Regions from separate parts of the Mus musculus genome. Here regions 2 and 3 are each linked to region 1. The links are chromatin contacts, called in public Hi-C and HiChIP or PLAC-seq maps. All regions are on one chromosome and are shown on one strand. The core of a region is the stretch at or near the end of the contact, and the rest is flanking DNA. Distances in the headings are between cores, read along the strand shown. Region 1 holds the start of Slc25a17 (solute carrier family 25 (mitochondrial carrier, peroxisomal membrane protein), member 17). Region 2 overlaps Mrtfa (myocardin related transcription factor A). Region 3 overlaps Mrtfa (myocardin related transcription factor A).

Region 1 (3,490 bases), core at 711-3,210:
TAGAAGAGCTCATGGTCCACAGAATGAACTCAACCAATGACATTCGCTAAGAGAAAGAAAAAGCAACCAGATTTTCCATCTTCCTATGCTGTGTCACACTCCACTTCGCCTGCCAACCTGCAAAACTAGTCTTCTCAACTAACCACTGGGCTTATCATTTTGACAAACCCAATCAATGACTGGTTCTCGGTCCTCACCTTCCTTGACCTCCTGGAAGTAGATGACACACTTGGACGACACCTTCTCCCTGAAATACTTCCTTTGAGCAGTTGGCAGAACACTTTTCAGTTTCCTTCCACCCCACACTGGTTACCAAGCCTTCTCTGTAACACAAGCTCCCTTCCCCCACCTTTTAAGGTCAGCCAGCTTTTCCACTGGGTCACTGTTATTTTCTTAGTCCCCTGTTCACTTCCTTGGCGAGTTAATCATTTAATGTCATGCTATTCTCAGGGACTTCAACCTTAACTACTTCAAAACTATAACCAAGTTTAACTTTTCCCCCAAACTTGAGTCTTCACAACCACTGTCAGTTCACTTGGGAGGAAGACCATTCATGTTCCTTGAGTCAAAAATTTGTCAGACACAAGCAACCCTAAGCTACACCCAAGCTATCATTAAATCCTGGTGGTTCTTATAAATCCATTCCAGGCAAATGCTCTCTTACCCCTTCCACCAATAGGTCACAGCCATCTCTTGCCTGAGAGAGATGTGCCTTCCGTATTCTACTCTCCACAGGGCAGCAGAGAGGATCGGGTTTGAAATGTCAATCAGTAAGTGCAACCACTGACCCTTTCCTACACAAAGTCATGAATCATTTGGCCCCCCATTTGCATTTCCACTTCAGTCAAACAGGTCCCTATGACCAACTGAAAACATGTCACAACAAACTTCCACCCCAGTTCTTTCATAACGAGCAAAAGGCACTTCTGGTTGATTTAAAGGAACGCGACTCTTTTGAATAAGACACCATGTAATATTCCCTCACCTACTTCTCAAGGTCTAGAAGAAAAGTGTAATATTTTCTTCCCTCTTCATAGATTACAAACGTGAGATTTGAGATTACCTGGTAAACATATGATAGAATTGGAATTAAAAAACTCAGATTACTCTTCACCGGAACATAAGCTGTCTGAATGGATAGGAATGGTCCACGGTGACTCTACATGGCTAAAGGTACATGCTGGGAGTTAGGGAAGAACATGGGAAACAGTCTGAGGAAAAGAACCAGAGGAGGAATGTTACCTGTGCCAAGAATGTGAAGTTTCAGGGAAAAGGGAAGTGTCAAATGGAAGGAACTTAGATACCTCTAAATCGAAGAACAAAGCACTTAACTCACAGTAACTATACAGGTAGTACATAACACCACCGATCTTGACTTAAAAAATAAACAAACAAACACCCTATCTTTTCCTGGCAATAAGGCTGACTAGGAATGTTCCATTAGCTATTGCCACTTGCCTGGGATAAGGTGTGACACCAGGCTGGCAGTAGACTTACAGCAAGCACCCCATCTTCACACTTAGTTTTTCCGCAGGACCAATTTGGACGAAGTTTGTGTGCAGTGAGAGTTGGGTAAGGGAAGGGTTGGCCTTAAACTTTTAAACTTCAGAAGGCAAAGAAAATAGCAATTATCTTCTTCCCTATTCCCTCTGGACCTTTGTGACTGATAGTCCAGACAGTCTCTGGGAAAGTCCAGAGGGGACTGCGGCAGAGGGTGGCTCCTGGCCTCGCCCTCCCTCTTGTAGCAGCAACTTTCCATTTATGCCCGTCCTTTTCGTTCCAGTTGTGACAGATTCGGTCCCCACATCTCCCCCGTGCCCTTCTCCCCGACCCATCCCGAGATTTACTTCGAAGCCCCAAACCCCTCCTCACCACGGCTCCGGCCACGGCGTGTACCAGACTTTCGTAGGACAGCACAGAGGCCATGGTGCCACACTTTTCACTCAGGCGCCTCAGAGTGTGCGGGTTCGTGAAAGGACCGTCTCAAGCCCCACCTCTCAGAAGTCTCCCCCGCCTCCACCAGAACGACTGCTTCCGGGTCACAGACTGCCCTGGTTCGCTGGGGAGAACAGCCGGGGAGGCGAGTGTGAAATGCCCAGGAACGCCCCTGAACATCGATTGGTCCGGATCGGTCAAGGGGCGGAGCAATGCTCAGTGGCTATGGAAGGATCTGTGTTCTGAGCACCCCCTGCAAAGGTTCCTAGCCCCTCAGTCTGTCAGTGTGCTTGCACACTAAATTGGTTAGTCAAGCCCATAAAACGGGAGGACATAAAAGTCCTTAATGACTCCTGCACCCCAGTTCCTTGCAAAATATATGTTGGCAGGCTCAGTTGTTAGTGCTTGCTTAGCATGACTACCAGCAAACCATAAACACCAGTAAACACAGTACTCAGGAAGTGGAAAGAGGATCTGGGGACTGAAGAGTTGGCTCAGTTAAGAACAAGTACTGCTTTTGCAGAGGATCCTCGTTTAGGTCCCAGTATCCCAAGCAAGTATAGTTCCAGGGGGTCTGACCTTCTCGGGTTTCCGCGCACACTAAGACATACACACACACACACACACACACACACACGACTAAATAATTTTGTTAAAAGAATTTAGTACAGAGTCACCCTCAGCTACAGAGAGAATTTGAGATTAACCTGGGCTGAGACTCGTCTCAAAACAAAAGCCAAAACAGACCTAAACCCTAAAACGTAGCCTGTAATCCCAGTACCATGGATGCTGAGAAGTGGAGTTGGCTAGCCAGAACTATAGAAACAGCGTCAAAACAAAAGCAACCCTCCAGGATAAGCTGATAGCCATAGATAAGGGGGTGGGTCAATATCTCCAACCTTCGTTTCTCCATTCAGCCATCCCAACACCCGCTGCGAGATATAGAATCAAGGCTCTGAGGCCCGGTAGTTAAACCTCTAGCATAGTTTGTTTAAACTGACAATTTGGGGCTGTATAGATATAGCTCAGCAGCTAAGAACGCTTGCTCTTCAGTTGCTATCACACAACCCTCTATGTCCCTCGGGACAGACGCCACAGCTTTCTGTCCTCTGAAAGAATCCAGGACTGCTTACATAAATGCACTCATGCACATAAAGGTAAATCTAAAAGCAAAGTCAGTATTTTACCCTTCCACTGTGATAGTCTTAAGGTTTCTATTCCTGCACAAAACATCATGACCAAGAAGCAAGTTGGGGAGAAAAGGGTTTTATTCAGTTTACATTTCCACATTGCTGTTCACCACCAAAGGAAGTCAGGACTGGAACTCAAGCAGGTCAGGAAGCAGGAGCTGATGCAGAGGTCATGGAGGGATGTTTCTTACTGGCTTGCTCAGCTTGCTTTCTTATAGAACCCAGGACTACCAGCCCAGAGATGGCACCACCCACAAGGGGCCCTCCCACCCTTGATCACTAATTGAGAAAATGCCTTACAGCTGGACCTCATGGGGGCATTTCCTCAAGGGAGGCTCCTTTCTCTGTGATAACTCCAGCTGTGT
Region 2 (3,490 bases), core at 713-3,212, 320 kb before region 1:
CTGGCTGCTGTAATGTATGAGGGGCTTCGCAGACACTAAACAGATATGCCATTTGTGAAGGGGTCTAGGAGGATGGGACTGGATCCTTGATGAGGCCCGCAGACCGTAAAGCACACTGCTGCCCTACCAATAACACTACCACAGAATCTACTGCAGCGGCCAACAGAGGTCAGGCTGGGTGGGAATCGTGCTCTGGAGGTTCACAGACCACAAAGAACAGCAGGGGGGGGGGTGTCACACCATAGAGAGGGGCAGGGAACAAAAGGTTAGCACACAACACAAATCAAACGCCACCCTCAGCCATTAGAAGCCTTGGTGGCTTCCTACAAACCAACACTCACTCTCTCCGTGGTGCCTCACTCTAGGCTCAGTACACTCAGCACTGGCTTTTCTGATATGCTTTTTCTGTTTTGTTTGTCTTTTGTTGTTGCTGTGATATAGCCTCACATTATAACCCAGTCTGGCCTTGAACTCCTGCCTCAGCCTCCCAAATGATGAAACTATAGGAATGAGTTTGCCGGTTTATCCAAAGTGTCTCCAACTTTTTTGTTTTGTTTTTTGTTTGTTTGGTTGGTTGGTTTTTCGAGACAGGGTTTCTCTGTATAGCCCTGGCTGTCCTGGAGCTCACTTTGTAGACCAGGCTAGCCTCGAACTCAGAGATCCACCTGCCTCTGCCTCCCGAGTGCTGGGATTAAAGGCGTGCGCCACCACGCCCGGCTGTGTCTCCAACTTTTTCCTGTTAACTGTAAACACATCCACCACCATTAATTTACTACATCACACTTACTAAGAGGTGTAATATTATCTTCTTCCTTTGTCTCCACTTCCTCCCTCCACTCTTGCAGGGGCAGATTCACTGTAGCTGCACACATGATTCCTCTGAGTGAGTGGCCAACAACATGGATGGCAGCGGGGCAACGGGACAGTGGGCAGTAACATGTGGGGGAGACCATGAAACATCATGACAGCAGATGCTGCTGGGGTGTGTGTGTGTGTGTGTGTGTGTGCGCTCTCTCGCTGTCTTCCTCCTCAGGGTGGAGCCGAGTGGTGACGACATACCACCAGGGGACGGAAGCTTGTATGATCTGCTGAGAACTCATGAAGACATGTCAGAAGAGCAAGACCCTGGTTCTAGCCTTCACTGTCTACGGTGCTCTTAGTATTCAAAACAGGCTTTCTTGTCTCTAACAGAGTCTAAGGCGTGGTTTCACTTCTACCCCAGGGATGCAGACACTGGCCCAGTGTCAGAACAGCTCACCAACAGCTCCATCCAGGCATACACACACGCGTATCCGCCATGGGTGCCTCACAGCTCTAAAATAAACTGTAGTTCACTGACGGTACCTGTCTGCAAGGGGAGAGGAGAGGTTTCTTCCTAACAGCTGAGCACAGAGGTGAAGTGGATGTGAACAGAGCAGCCCCTGCTCCTCCCATGAAGGGATGCTGGGAACCCAGGAAAGAGGCAATTCAAAGGCACGGGGCTATCTGCCGACCTGCTGGAAGCCTAGCACTGCTTGTTTCACTGAACATGATGAATCTGGGCAATTGACAACCTGTTCCATCCATCAAGGACTCCTGATGGAAAAGTAAGAGGCGGGTAAGACTGGAACGAGACCCCTGACCCCTGCTCTGTAGGGTGCTCCTATGCCACCGAGGAGCCAAGCCAACCCAAGGAGCAAGTGTACAAACACCGAGAGACACTTACGCGGCATGATCCCTTGGCTCACCAGTTCCTCCCGGGTCCGCCGCTGCTGGAGCTTCAACTGCAGCACTGCATGGTGGCAAGAAGAGAAGACAGATGCAGGTTAGTCAGCCATTCCACCTCAGCAGACACATTCTCAAATGCAGCAAAGTCTAAAAGGTAGCCTATGGTATGAAAGGAGGATCCCAAACTGCAACTGTGGGTAACTGCAGAAGTGGCCTGACACAGCAGGGTTTCCGCATTCTGCTGTGGGCGGCAAGAGGAAGTTGCGAAGAGTCTTGCAGGGTGATAACAATCCACAAACTACCAGTCTTGCCTCTTGCTTAAACCTTACAGAACTCAGCCTTCCTCCTGGGACTGAGAAACACCAACCAGTTCTAAGCTCAAAGAAAGTCTAATGGGGCCAGCGCCCAGCACAAAGAGCTGTATAAGTTCTAAGTGTTTGCACATAGCATGTTGAACAAATGCACTCTGCACAGAGACCACAATCTAAAAAGTATGGCTACTTTCACACACACCACATTCCTCTAGACTACAAGGTATCTTGCCGTCCACATGCTTCTGTTTTCACACAGGGCTTTCTCTGCTGAGAGGAGACACCCAAGAGCTACGACTTAGTGTACATCGGGCTAGTGGAGACAGGTGTCGCTCCTAGCTCTGTTTGGCAACACTGCTCAATGAAACAACAGGGATCTTTATCAAATTAAACATCAACCATCTTTACAACTATACACTACTCAAAGGATCAACTAGCATAGCTGTGGTTACGATGCTAAGAAAATGTCTAGGGAGGGTTAGGAGGATCCCAGAGCCCACAGCAAGTCCCCTTCTGTCTAACAGGTTTCAACTGCAGGGCCCTGAAAGTCATATCTGAGGGTAACCTACAAATACTAGGAACAGTGGTGTACTAACACGGGCCTTTTCTACGCAGCGATTTTTAGAGGCACCCAAGGATGGGAGGACGCTGGCTGGGCTCTTGCCTACGCTTCAAGGTCACAGGAACAAGCAGAACTTCTCTTTCTCTCAAAATTATGATTTATGTTCCAAGTTCCTTTCCCTGTCCTGTTAGCAAGCTTGCTTGCCTCCTTCTGCTCTTATGTCACATCAGGCTGCAATGGGGACTTCCAGGCACGATTCCCTAGGGTGAGACACCCCAACGAGAATGTTAAATTTTACTCTTCCTTAAGTACCATGGACTTTCCCTCACCTTTAAAATTTCATTTTTGCTTGAAAATGTCCACTCTCTTTTTCTTTTTCTCTTCTTCTCTATATTCTCCACTATATTCAGAATTACGTTGGGTCACCTAAGCTACTTTACCTGAACAGTGATGTTGGGTGCTGTGCGTGGTTACCTCTGAATATCCCCCCTGCTAATTTACAAACTCCTATAAATTTAATTAAAAAAAAAAAAGTCTTATTAAGCCAAGCATGGTGGCTCATACCTATATTCTCCCAGCCTTTGGAGGCTGAGGCAAAGGACAGTTAAAATTTTCACATCAGCCTGGGGTTGCTACAAAGTAAAAGTCTGTCTCAAAAAAGAAAAAATGTTATTTGTATTTTATTATAGCAGGCATTTAATGACAGGAATTAGGGGCAGCTACTCAGAAGACTAAGGCAGGAGGATCAAAAATTCAAAGCCTACCTTGGCTATAAAAATTGAATTGGCATACATCTTTAATTCCAGCACTCAGGAGGCAGAGGCAGAGAGATCTCTGAGTTGCAGGCTAGCCTGGTGTACAAAGTGAGTTCCAGGAGAGCCAGGGCTACACAGAGAAACCCTGTCTTGAG
Region 3 (3,490 bases), core at 742-3,241, 290 kb before region 1:
ACTTTTATAGCTGCCATGCAGGTCCTAGGAGTCTAAACCCAGGTCTTCTACAACAGCACCCAGACCTCATAATCACTGAGCCATCTCTCTAGTCCCTAGATATAAAAGTTTACAAACAAAAATGCCAGTTAATTTTTACTCTCCACAGCTAACTGCACATACATGTTTATTCAATAAATACCAGAGGAAGGCAGATCTCTTGAGTTCCAGCCTGGTCTATAGAGTAAGTTCTAGGACTCACAGGGTAACACAGAGAAACCCTGTCTCAAAATAATCAACCAAACAACCAAACAAATATCCTGAGTTACACATATGGTGGGTGGGGAGGGAAAGAAGACAAATGACCAGCAGAGCATTGAGTCTCAGCAGAGCACTGAGACCCACACACTGTTCTTGGGCTGTCTGAGATCTACCCAGATCAGATCTTGCTCAGAAGCTGAGCAAGGCTGTGATCAAGGCTGAGACTTTCACCTGGTGCCTCCACTCAGTTCTGACTCCAGCTAAACCACTTTTGCACCTGGAAACTGGAACATCACCACATTTATATAGGTTTAGGGTAAAATTAATGAGGCGATCGGTCAATAATCTGTATTAACAGTACTAAAAATATTCAATTAACTGTTCCTTTTGTTTAATTTTTGACATTTTACAATTACGACAGCTCATGGTCTCCTACAGCACAGACAAAAATGTTCATAGGGTGGAAAAAACAGGGAAAGAACAAGGCATTAAAAAGGAGTTAACATCACCAAATTAATATTTTAGTGAATTCCATAAAGACATCATGCCTGGAACTTAACATTCTTTTAGAGTTTTCTAACTGTTAACATCTTCCTACATCTAATGACCTAATAAATTAAAGAAAACCATCACCCAAGATAGGGAGCTGATCACTCTCTCTCCTGGGATTTCTTGCTCTGCTTCTCTAACAGTGAGTCACTTTAGAGGCAGCACGGGGCTCTGCAAGCCTTCTGAGCACAGGCCTGTGCAGCAGTGTTGCCAGAGTACAGACCATTTCCTGCACATGGAGATTTCTGAGAGCAAAAAGTCGGGAGGAAATGAACATGTCTAGCTGCCATTGAATAAGCATGTCTGCAGAAAGAACACAGCACAGCAATTAGCATTTCTTAAGCAAATGACAATTAAAAAACTCCTGCCTCAAGATGGTAACATACTGAAGAACATTCTTGTTTTGTGGGGCTGGGTTTTACTATGCAGCCCAGGTCGGCTTCAAAACTGCACTCTTCTAGCCAGGAAGAGGGTCTCACACCTCCAATCCTAGCACTCAGCGGGCAGAGGGGCAGAGGGGCAGATCTGTGTGTCTTTGAGGCCAGTCTGATCTACACAGAGAGTTCTAGGACAACCAGGGCTTTGTAGAGAGACCTTGTCTCAAGAAACAAAACTTTGCAATCTTCTGCCTCGGTCTCCCAGTGCTGGGGCTCAGACGTGCATCCTTATATTTTTGGTTGTGAGCCTAGCCTTTAACGGCTGAGCCATCTCTCCAGCCCATCCTTGAGAAACTGTATTGAAGAGTGGCGGTGTTGCTCCCACAGTGACCCACACTGTAATGTAGCTGCAAAACCCTTACCAGGCCAACAGAAGTCAGCACCATGCTCTTGGAGGTCTAGAATTATAAGCTACAAGAACTTCTGTTCTTTGCAAATTACTCAGACTCAGGTGTCCTGCTAGTAGTCCAATAGGAAATGGACTATGGGCCAAGCTGATTCTACTTAAGGTTCCCCTTCTAACTTCCTCTTTTGAGTTGACATCAACCACGTGATACATGTTCCAACACAAAGAATTTAGGAAGCAGAGGAAATCTGCACAAGTGTTCAACATCCATGTTTTAAAAAAGATCTATTTGAATTTTAAGCACATGAATGTTTTTGCCTCATATATGTATGTGCACTACATACATGCCTGGTGCCCATGGAGACCAGGAGGTGTGTCTGGTCTCCTGGAACTGGAGTTATAGATGGTTGTAAGCTGCCATGTGGGTGCTGGGAACCAAACTCAAGTCTCCTGCAAGAACAGCATTGTAACCAGGCTTAGCTGCTCTGTGGGTTCTTCTTTTTCCCACCCTTTATCTCCCCCTCTCCTACCCCACTCCACCCCTAGGTTTCAACCCCCACCTCTAGATAGGAGAGAAAAAATAGAGGGGGGGAGAGAGAGAGACCCTTGAATCTAATTTCTTTCTTTTTGTTTCTTCTTCTGAGTATGACTACTAACAAACCATGACCAATCTGCTGAACAAGCAACCACCACCAACCTCGCCTCTCAGGGCCATAGCATTTTATACCCTCTGAAAAGTTCCCAGAATTCCAAACATCACACAATCGCAGAAACTGTCTGCAGTTGGCAAAACCATGCCTCTGCTAGAGCACAGGCAAATCACAGTCAGCTGCTACGATGTCAGCGTAAGTCACTGACAACAACCTCTCACTAGCAACAGTGCTCGCCATCAGTGCAGGATCACAGAGCCAAGTGGAAAGAGACCAAATTTAAACCAGCCCCGGTGCTGATAAGGCCCAGACTGTGGTGGACTATGTCAAACTGTATTCAATTCTGTATGGGTCATACTCATCTCTTTCATAATCCATCTACCAAGAGAATCCAATGCTTTATTTCAATGAGATTAGCTGAGGTAAGAAGATCTGCCCACTGTGAATGGCACATCCCGGGCTGTACAGAAAGAACAAAGTGGGGCGAGCATAAGAATCCATTACTCTCTGCTTCTTGACTATGAATGCAGTGTGGCCAGCTGCCTCAGGCTCCCACTCTTGTGACTTCTTCATCATAACAGGCTGTACCTGTGAACTGTTGGCCAAAATAAGATAAGCCCTTTCTACCTTATGTTGCCTCCTCCCCCGCCCCCTGCTTTTTTGCATTGTTTGTTTGCTTTGTTGTTGCTGTTGTTGTTTTGAGACAGGGTTTCTCTGTGTAGCTCTGGCTGTCCTGGGACTCACTCTGTAGACCAGGCTGGCCTCGAACTCACTGAGATCTGCCTGTCTCTGTTTCCTGAGTGCTGGGAGTAAAAAGTGTGGGCCACTACTGTCCTCTTTACATTGCTTTTGTCAGAGCATTTTATCATAGCAGAAGGAAAAGAAGTAAGGCACTATGCCTCACTGGCACTTTAAAGAGACATGGCTACTGTCCAAAGAGGCTGAGGCTTCTTAAAAGTTTATTCTTATCGGACAGTGGTGGCGCACGCCTTTAATCCCAGCACTTGGGAGGCAGAGGCAGGACGATTTCTGAGTTCAAGGCCAACCAGGGCTATACAGAGAAACCCTGCCTCAGACCCTGCCCCCCCCCCCAAAAGTTTTTTCTTGTTAAAGATCTACCTGAGTTCTTGGATGGAGGGATAATAAAGTAACAATGAGTTATGATTTAGCATCCATTAGGACAGCCAAAAAATTAAGAGACTGTATAATACCTACACCTGGCAAAGATGGGGAGGGACTCTTGTACATACCTGGTTGCCACAAACTAC

Evidence for each region. A called contact is a pair of places that touch in the nucleus more often than the background predicts. HiChIP or PLAC-seq counts read pairs in DNA pulled down with a chosen protein or histone mark.
Region 2: an H3K27ac HiChIP or PLAC-seq map of microglia shows a contact between it and region 1, with 7 times the contacts expected there. The contact joins the enhancer-like site here to the promoter of Slc25a17 in region 1. A contact is called at or near these places in 12 of 39 promoter capture datasets (the 3T3-L1 cell line, 3T3-L1-derived adipocytes, the C10 cell line and 7 more), 1 of 15 datasets of contacts at CTCF or cohesin (the NIH/3T3 cell line) and 7 of 115 datasets of contacts at active chromatin or transcription factors (the 230-238 cell line, T-cell acute lymphoblastic leukemia, embryonic stem cells and 4 more).
Region 3: a Hi-C map of embryonic fibroblasts shows a contact between it and region 1, with 1.9 times the contacts expected there. The contact joins the enhancer-like site here to the promoter of Slc25a17 in region 1. A contact is called at or near these places in 12 of 39 promoter capture datasets (the 3T3-L1 cell line, 3T3-L1-derived adipocytes, the C10 cell line and 7 more), 3 of 15 datasets of contacts at CTCF or cohesin (the NIH/3T3 cell line, large pre-B cells and pro-B cells), 13 of 484 Hi-C or Micro-C datasets (B cells, the C2C12 cell line, the HL-1 cell line and 10 more), 5 of 115 datasets of contacts at active chromatin or transcription factors (DN3 thymocytes, the HPC-7 cell line, kidney and 2 more) and 1 of 9 other capture datasets (liver).

The regions. Positions count from the first base shown.
Region 1 is chr15:81,358,805-81,362,294 of GRCm38.p6, forward strand. Slc25a17 (solute carrier family 25 (mitochondrial carrier, peroxisomal membrane protein), member 17) reads right to left here and starts at 1,961. Exons shown (of 9, transcript NM_011399.3): 1 at 1,873-1,961. The coding sequence starts at 1,926.
Region 2 is chr15:81,043,584-81,047,073 of GRCm38.p6, forward strand. It overlaps Mrtfa (myocardin related transcription factor A), which reads right to left. Exons shown (of 14, transcript NM_001082536.2): 3 at 1,706-1,771. Among named protein-coding and RNA genes, the nearest start is that of Sgsm3, 68 kb to the left of the region's middle. Within about 2 kb of position 1,963, at least 134 of the 459 cell types and tissues checked have an H3K27ac peak or open chromatin away from gene starts, as enhancers often do. A contact at or near this core is called in the 230-238 cell line, the HPC-7 cell line, T-cell acute lymphoblastic leukemia and 4 more, where this site is marked.
Region 3 is chr15:81,072,975-81,076,464 of GRCm38.p6, forward strand. The region is part of intron 2 of Mrtfa (myocardin related transcription factor A); the gene reads right to left. Among named protein-coding and RNA genes, the nearest start is that of Sgsm3, 97 kb to the left of the region's middle. Within about 2 kb of position 1,992, at least 47 of the 459 cell types and tissues checked have an H3K27ac peak or open chromatin away from gene starts, as enhancers often do. A contact at or near this core is called in the C2C12 cell line, the HL-1 cell line, the HPC-7 cell line and 2 more, where this site is marked.